Linked DNA regions of Pan troglodytes: region 1 is linked to region 2. A link is a contact called in public Hi-C data. All regions are on one chromosome and are shown on one strand. The core of a region is the stretch at or near the end of the contact, and the rest is flanking DNA. Distances in the headings are between cores, read along the strand shown.

The links. A called contact is a pair of places that touch in the nucleus more often than the background predicts.
Region 1: a Hi-C map of stem cell-derived neural progenitor cells shows a contact between it and region 2, with 10 times the contacts expected there. The contact joins the promoter of PEX2 here to the promoter of ZFHX4 in region 2. A contact is called at or near these places in 2 of 7 Hi-C or Micro-C datasets (blood and stem cell-derived neural progenitor cells), 1 of 1 datasets of contacts at active chromatin or transcription factors (stem cell-derived excitatory neurons) and 1 of 1 other capture datasets (stem cell-derived neural stem cells).

The regions. Positions count from the first base shown.
Region 1 is chr7:85,644,188-85,647,319 of NHGRI_mPanTro3-v2.0_pri, reverse strand. PEX2 (peroxisomal biogenesis factor 2) reads left to right here and starts at 1,876. Exons shown (of 5, transcript NM_001280222.1): 1 at 1,876-2,002; 2 at 2,775-2,917. It also overlaps LOC112204162.
Region 2 is chr7:85,324,299-85,327,234 of NHGRI_mPanTro3-v2.0_pri, reverse strand. It overlaps ZFHX4 (zinc finger homeobox 4), which reads right to left and starts at 1,333. Exons shown (of 11, transcript XM_016959589.4): 1 at 935-1,333. The region is part of intron 3 of LOC748549; the gene reads left to right.

The DNA.
Region 1 (3,132 bases), core at 627-3,126, 320 kb before region 2:
AGGGAGAACAGCTACAAGAGCAAGGGACTCAATTTGTCCAACAACCTGAATAAGCAAAAAAAAAAAAAAAAAAAATCAGATTCTTCCCTTACCTCTCTAGAAAGGAACACAATCCTGTGGACACCTTGATTTTAGGCCATTGAGAACCATGTTGGACTTCTGACTACAGAACTGTAAGGTAATAAATTGGTGGTGGTTTGAGCTTCTAACTTTGTTACAGAAATAGTATTAATAGTAAACTAATATAAGATCCATACTTAACTTTTTCCTAAAAGACTCAAATATATTGATTTAGCAACTACATAATATTCTAGAATAAATTTAACTTCTTAAAGTCAGCATTTTAAAACTATATTAGGGACATAAATCAATGTCTTATTTACATTTCTATTGTTAAATTCTTAGAATCTAAAAGTTGCTAAAAGGCTAAAGAGGATATAAAATGCTATTATAAAATGTTTTCATCTTTTCTATGTAAAGGTTAAAAAAACAATTTTAATTTTTCTTCTTTAACTTCTCATAGTTAATGAACAAATTAACTTTGATTTTTTTCCTAATATTTTTTAAGTCCACAGCCAAGTTCTAATAAAGACTCTTAACATGTCACTAGAAATATATAAATTCTAGGTTTAAAATAACTCATGTTTTGCATTTACAGAGGTAAACATTTACTAAGAAGAAAATATTCTGTCTTGGTTATTATTTACTTATTCACTGCCTCTGAATTGATATGAATTAGCTCTGAGAGAGTAAGAGCCGTGTCTGTTTTCTGTCTTCACATTTTTAACAACACTACCTAGCAAAACTCCCGGGCCTCAGAAAGCTTTTGTTAAATAAATGAATGAAAAATAAATATATCCTTAAAAAACTGGAAACAAAGCTTCCCTGGAACCTTAGCTCACCAGCTCATGGGAAAATTAAGAAGGTATACCGTATCTACAGGTTAAACATTAAAATCTAGAACTTATTTTTACAAATTTCAACAGAATTTTAACTGTTGCATGTTTCCCCGCATTCTTAATGAGATTCATTAAATATGATTCAAGTTTGATATCTTTATTATTTTCATTTGCTACTGTGTGATGTTCACATGACATACATAAGGCTCTATGAACCAGAATTTGCTTTCTGAAAATGTCCTCTATGTCAATCAAGTCTTTGTGTGTATTTTCCCCCGTCCTTCTCAAAAATTAAGTGAAGCACAGCACATCTGTAGGCTACCTGAGAGGTGCAGCGTGGTTGGTTTTCTTCACAGTTGCTAAACGGAAGGCCTACTCTTCTTCAGTGAGATTTTTTTTACTCTCTAGAACAGCAGTATCCATAGAAATATAATGGAAGCCACGTAATTTAAAATTTTCCAAAACACTCTCATTTTGACATGTAAGCAATATAAAATTAATGAAATACTTTACATTCTTTTTCTTTTCAGACCAAGCTTTTTTTTTCTTTTCAGACCACGCTTTAGAAATCTGGTGCATGTTCTACACTTAGAGCAGACCTCAGTTCAGACTAGCCACTTTTCAAGTGGCCAGTGACTACTACACTGGACAGTTGCAGCTCTAGAAAATCCACTCCCAAACCCCTAAGTGAACTACATACCCTATCAATTTGTAGCTTCTACTCTATCTCATTTGTACCATTGTTTCACAATTTGGATAGCATTAGAGTTAATAAATTTTATTTTAGCAACTCTGCTCCATGGGTAGTTCCGGAAATAAAAATACAAGCACAAAAAAAAACAACTTTCCTAATAACACTGGTTCTACAGTATAAGCTCTCCCTCGAACGTCTAATAGAGCTTTCGTAGAAGTGAGTGTTCCTTGTAGGAACGGTGAGTCGAGACTGGAGGTAAGAACTAAGACGTTCTTAAACCCTACTACGTGCTGGAATCCTGAAGTGCCTGCCATCATTCAAACTTCAGCACTCTCTAGACAGACACTGCCATTCATACCACAGAACGAGAAGGCAGTGGCGATCCTCAACGGCTACATGTCACTGCCTGGTGAGCACTCTTCCCTCAGACCCCATTCCCAGAAGCTCTGCCTCGATTCCCCAAGGGTAGGCGAGCTGGCTGCCCGAATTCCTAAGCGTTACCGGGGAGATGTGAGGGCCTCCGGGGGCGGGAAACCTCAGGCCAGGCGCGCGCTGGCCCGAAGGCGAGCGCGCGTCCGGTCCGCTCTACGGGGTCTCTCGGGAGCGCTTTGCAGGGCGGATGACTGACGGGCCAGCTACCTGCCTTCCTGAGCCTGCAGAGATAAACAGCCTATCCTCCCCGTGCACACAGGCCCCGAAGGCGGGCAGGTCTCCAAGTGCAGCACAACTGTCCCAGGCCCGACGCAGCTACCTGCCCGAGGGCTCCCTCCCCACCAGGCCATCCCTCAGCCGGTCCTCCTCCGACAGCCAACAAGGAACCCTGGAGGCGCGGAGGCGTCTCGCCGCCACCCGGCGGCGCCTGCCAGAGGCCCTTCGCGATGTCCGCAAGCAGAGAAAGCCCTGCCCTCCCAAGCCCCGGCTTCCCTTACGCCCCTTGACACTTGTGTCCTCACTTGCGGCCCCTGACCCGGGGCTGACCGGTTCGTGACTCTCCTGCCAATCAGAGACAGATTTCATCCGGCCAACCGGCCAATCACCGCGCGCGGGTGTCCGCTTCGGCTTGTCGGCCCTTCGGCTCTTCGGCTTGTCGGCGTTCGCGGTTGTTTGGCCATCCAGGGCCTTCCGCAGCGCCGCTAAAGCGCAGTTCTCGTTGGTGTAACGTTTTCTTTTTTTTTTTTCAGCCACTTCCGGCTCCTGCGTCTCTCCGGAAGCCTGCGAGTTCCGGAAGCCTTGGTAATCCAGATTCGGCTAGGAAAAGACAAGCTTTCCAGAGAATGTTTCAGAGAAAGTTACGTGGAGCGTGGGCGTTTCGCAGACTCCTAAGGTCAGTGTCTGCCCTAGAGAGCCGGAGTGCAAACCCGAGGTCTTGTTTTCAGCTGGGAGGTCGTGGAGTTTCACGACCTTGTAATTGTCGCCGTTTGCTTTTTTTTCCCTGTTTATTGGTTTCCTGTCTCCCTGGAAAAGGCAAATCAAAGCTGCTGAATTTTGGGAAAGGCAGTGAAGCAAACCTAAACTCCTAAAGATGTTTTTAGGATCGCG
Region 2 (2,936 bases), core at 84-2,583:
CCTGGCCCAGAGGCCGGGCGATCCCGCCTCCTAACGGACCTGCCTTTCCTCCGCGGCGCCCGCGCCCGCGCCGCCGAGAGCAGCCCTCGGTAGTGCCCGCCGCGCCCGCTCCGGTGGGCGGGTGTCTACCTGCAGCCCCAGCCCCAGCGTTCACCCCAGCCTCTTGGAATCCCCTCCCCAGAGCTCACGAACCCCCGGGCCTCCGCCAGCCCCGCACACTAAGCGACCTTCGGGGAACTTGAGAAGGGGAAGAGGGGCGGGTGGTAAAAGGAGGAAGAAAAACGAGGCTGAATAAGGTGGGGTGGGGGGTGGAGGGTAAAGCAGGGAAAGAGCAGGGAGAGAGGGGCTCCCAGCCCCACCGACCAACGTCCAAACTTTCAGAGGATGAGTGCGGAGGACCAGTCATCCCGATCGGGGTGCAGGGGCGCGGGGCGAGCGGAGACCCCTGGCAGTGCCCGCGCCGCTGCGGAGCTGACAGCTTCCCCCAGCCACTAGAATGCCCCGGGCTCGCGGGGAAGGCAAAACCCGAAAAGACAGGGAAAAGGAGAGAAAACTGCCCGAGCAAACGTAGATGATCCTCCGCCACTTAATCCAAAAGTTAAATCCGGAAAAACGCAGCCCCCCTAAAGAAAGTGGAAAATCAGGTCCCTCAGTGCCCCCTCCTTCCCTCAGCGGAGCAAAACCTTGAGCCAAAAAAAAGGGGAAAGAGATAGAAAAGGGGGGCAGAGCGGAAGAGATGGTCGGGATGAGGGGATGTGTGCGAGAGCGAGCAGGAGCGAACGAGGTAGGGGTAGAGAGGAAGAGAGGCGGAGAGGGAGAGGGAGAGAGAGGGAGCGAAATATCAAAGATTGTGCAAGATCAGGCTGGAAAGATAATCGATACTCGACCTAAATTTAACACAAACTACTCAATAAAAGTTAAAGAAAAAACTTACTTTCCATTTCCCCTGCAGTTCCTACTCGATCTTCGCCTCTTTTTTGTTTTGCTTTTATTTTACTTACAGCTGATCACATCCAAGTAAAACGAGAGGGTTCATTAAAAAAAATAAAAATGAAATAAAAAATAATCCTCGAACTTTATTGGGTGAAAATAAAAACGCTGGAGCAGAAAGTGGGGGGCATGGAGCGGTCCTCGGGGGTCCGGGAGGAGTTAAAGCATGTGCCGACCGCGGTCTCGCTGTTTGGTTGTGAAGGGGTTGGGAAAAGGAGGAAAGGAAATGAAAATCCGATATGTCTTTATTCTGCTAATTATTATCGTTTTAGCCCTGTTTAAAAAAATGGCTGATTAAGTTGAGTGCGCATGTCTTTGTGTGTCTATTCCCGATATGCACTCTGGGAATGAGAGAGGAGAGCGAGGGAGAGGGAGAGGGAGAGGGGGGAGAGAGAGGTGTAATTAGTGAGGTGATCAACATTCCCCAGACTGCAAATGACGCGCAGCCCGGACTCAGAGCAGCTCCGGAGCCTCACGGCTTCCAAAGCTCCCAGCGCTGCGGCTGGAGCCCCGGATGCGGCGACCGCGGAGAGGACAGGGGATGGGGACCTCCGGGGCTCGCACCCTACGCGCCCCTGCGCGCGACTCCCAAACTTCATTAGACACACACACGCTCTTACACACAAACACAGACACACACAGAGCAAGAAGGGGAAAGAAATAAAACATAGATACCGCCAAAGCATGGCCCTTTAACCATTCGAGATTTTTTTTTTATTTTAATGAGGCAAAGTAATTATTATCGGACCAGAGATTTGTTTACTAGGGAGCTTTAAGCAGAAATATGTTAGGGTAATGAAGAGCTTTTCTCTGCCTAGTTTATTCTGCTGTGCACATGAACGCACTTTAATGGCGAAATGCGAGGGCCTGAGCAAATATGCAGATATATGTAAATAAAGGGTGCCTGGCTGTGTGCAAACACCGCTCAGCCCAGCCTATTTCAAAGGAGGAATTGCACTCTGGATCCTTAGGCACTCTATTTAAACACGTATCCTTCACTTGTATACGCAGGAGAGAAAACCCAGGGTATGGGAGATGGAAGCGGTTAGTCAAAGAAAACTTCCAAATGAGAATAAGTGACGGTTGCAAGAATGATGGGGGGGTGGGGTACAGTTCTAGCCTTTATGTAATATTCTTGAATATTTTATCAGAATTGCATAAGTTCAATGTAATAACTTTAAGAAGACTTAGAAAAGAAAAACCTTTCATCTTTTGAGTCTGTTGAGTTATCTTTCTTGAAGCACATTATGATGAATTTTAAAACCCCACTACAGATCTCATTAGAATGAAATATACTTGGTATTTTCTGGTGCAAAATTTAAGGTGGCTGATTCTCATTTGAAAATCTAATTATCTCTTTCCAATATTACAGATGTGAATATGAGTGACACTTTCATTAAAAGATAATTAACTAAAACTAGGAATAGACATACTTTTAAATACCCCCTACTGAATTTGGAATATATATATGGAATATATATATATATATATATGCATTGCTACTCAGCATCTTGATGCACTTCGCACTACTATACTACAGGTCACAGGTAGACACCATCTATGTAATATTTCAAAAATAGGAATTCTAAAGAGAAAGTAAGAATAACAAATCAAATGAACTAAAAACAGGAAATACTTGCAATGTCCAGCTTCCTGGATAGGTGATGTGTCAGCTGCCTTTGAGTTGACAGGCCTTTGAAGTTCTGGATCGCCAGGATCTGCTTCAAAACCTTGTCTTAGGCCTTAAGCACCAAATCTACCAAATACCAACAGAAAGCTTTATCGCACAAGTATTTGGAACAACAGAGACTGCAAAAATGCATCTTTGCAGGCCAAAAACCTTGCATTATCAGGGAACGTTTGGAAAATCCTAGGACTGATGCAAATGGATTAAAAACCAAACAAAACACCTGGGAGGATAAAAGCACAGTCCTCAAAAAAGCAGA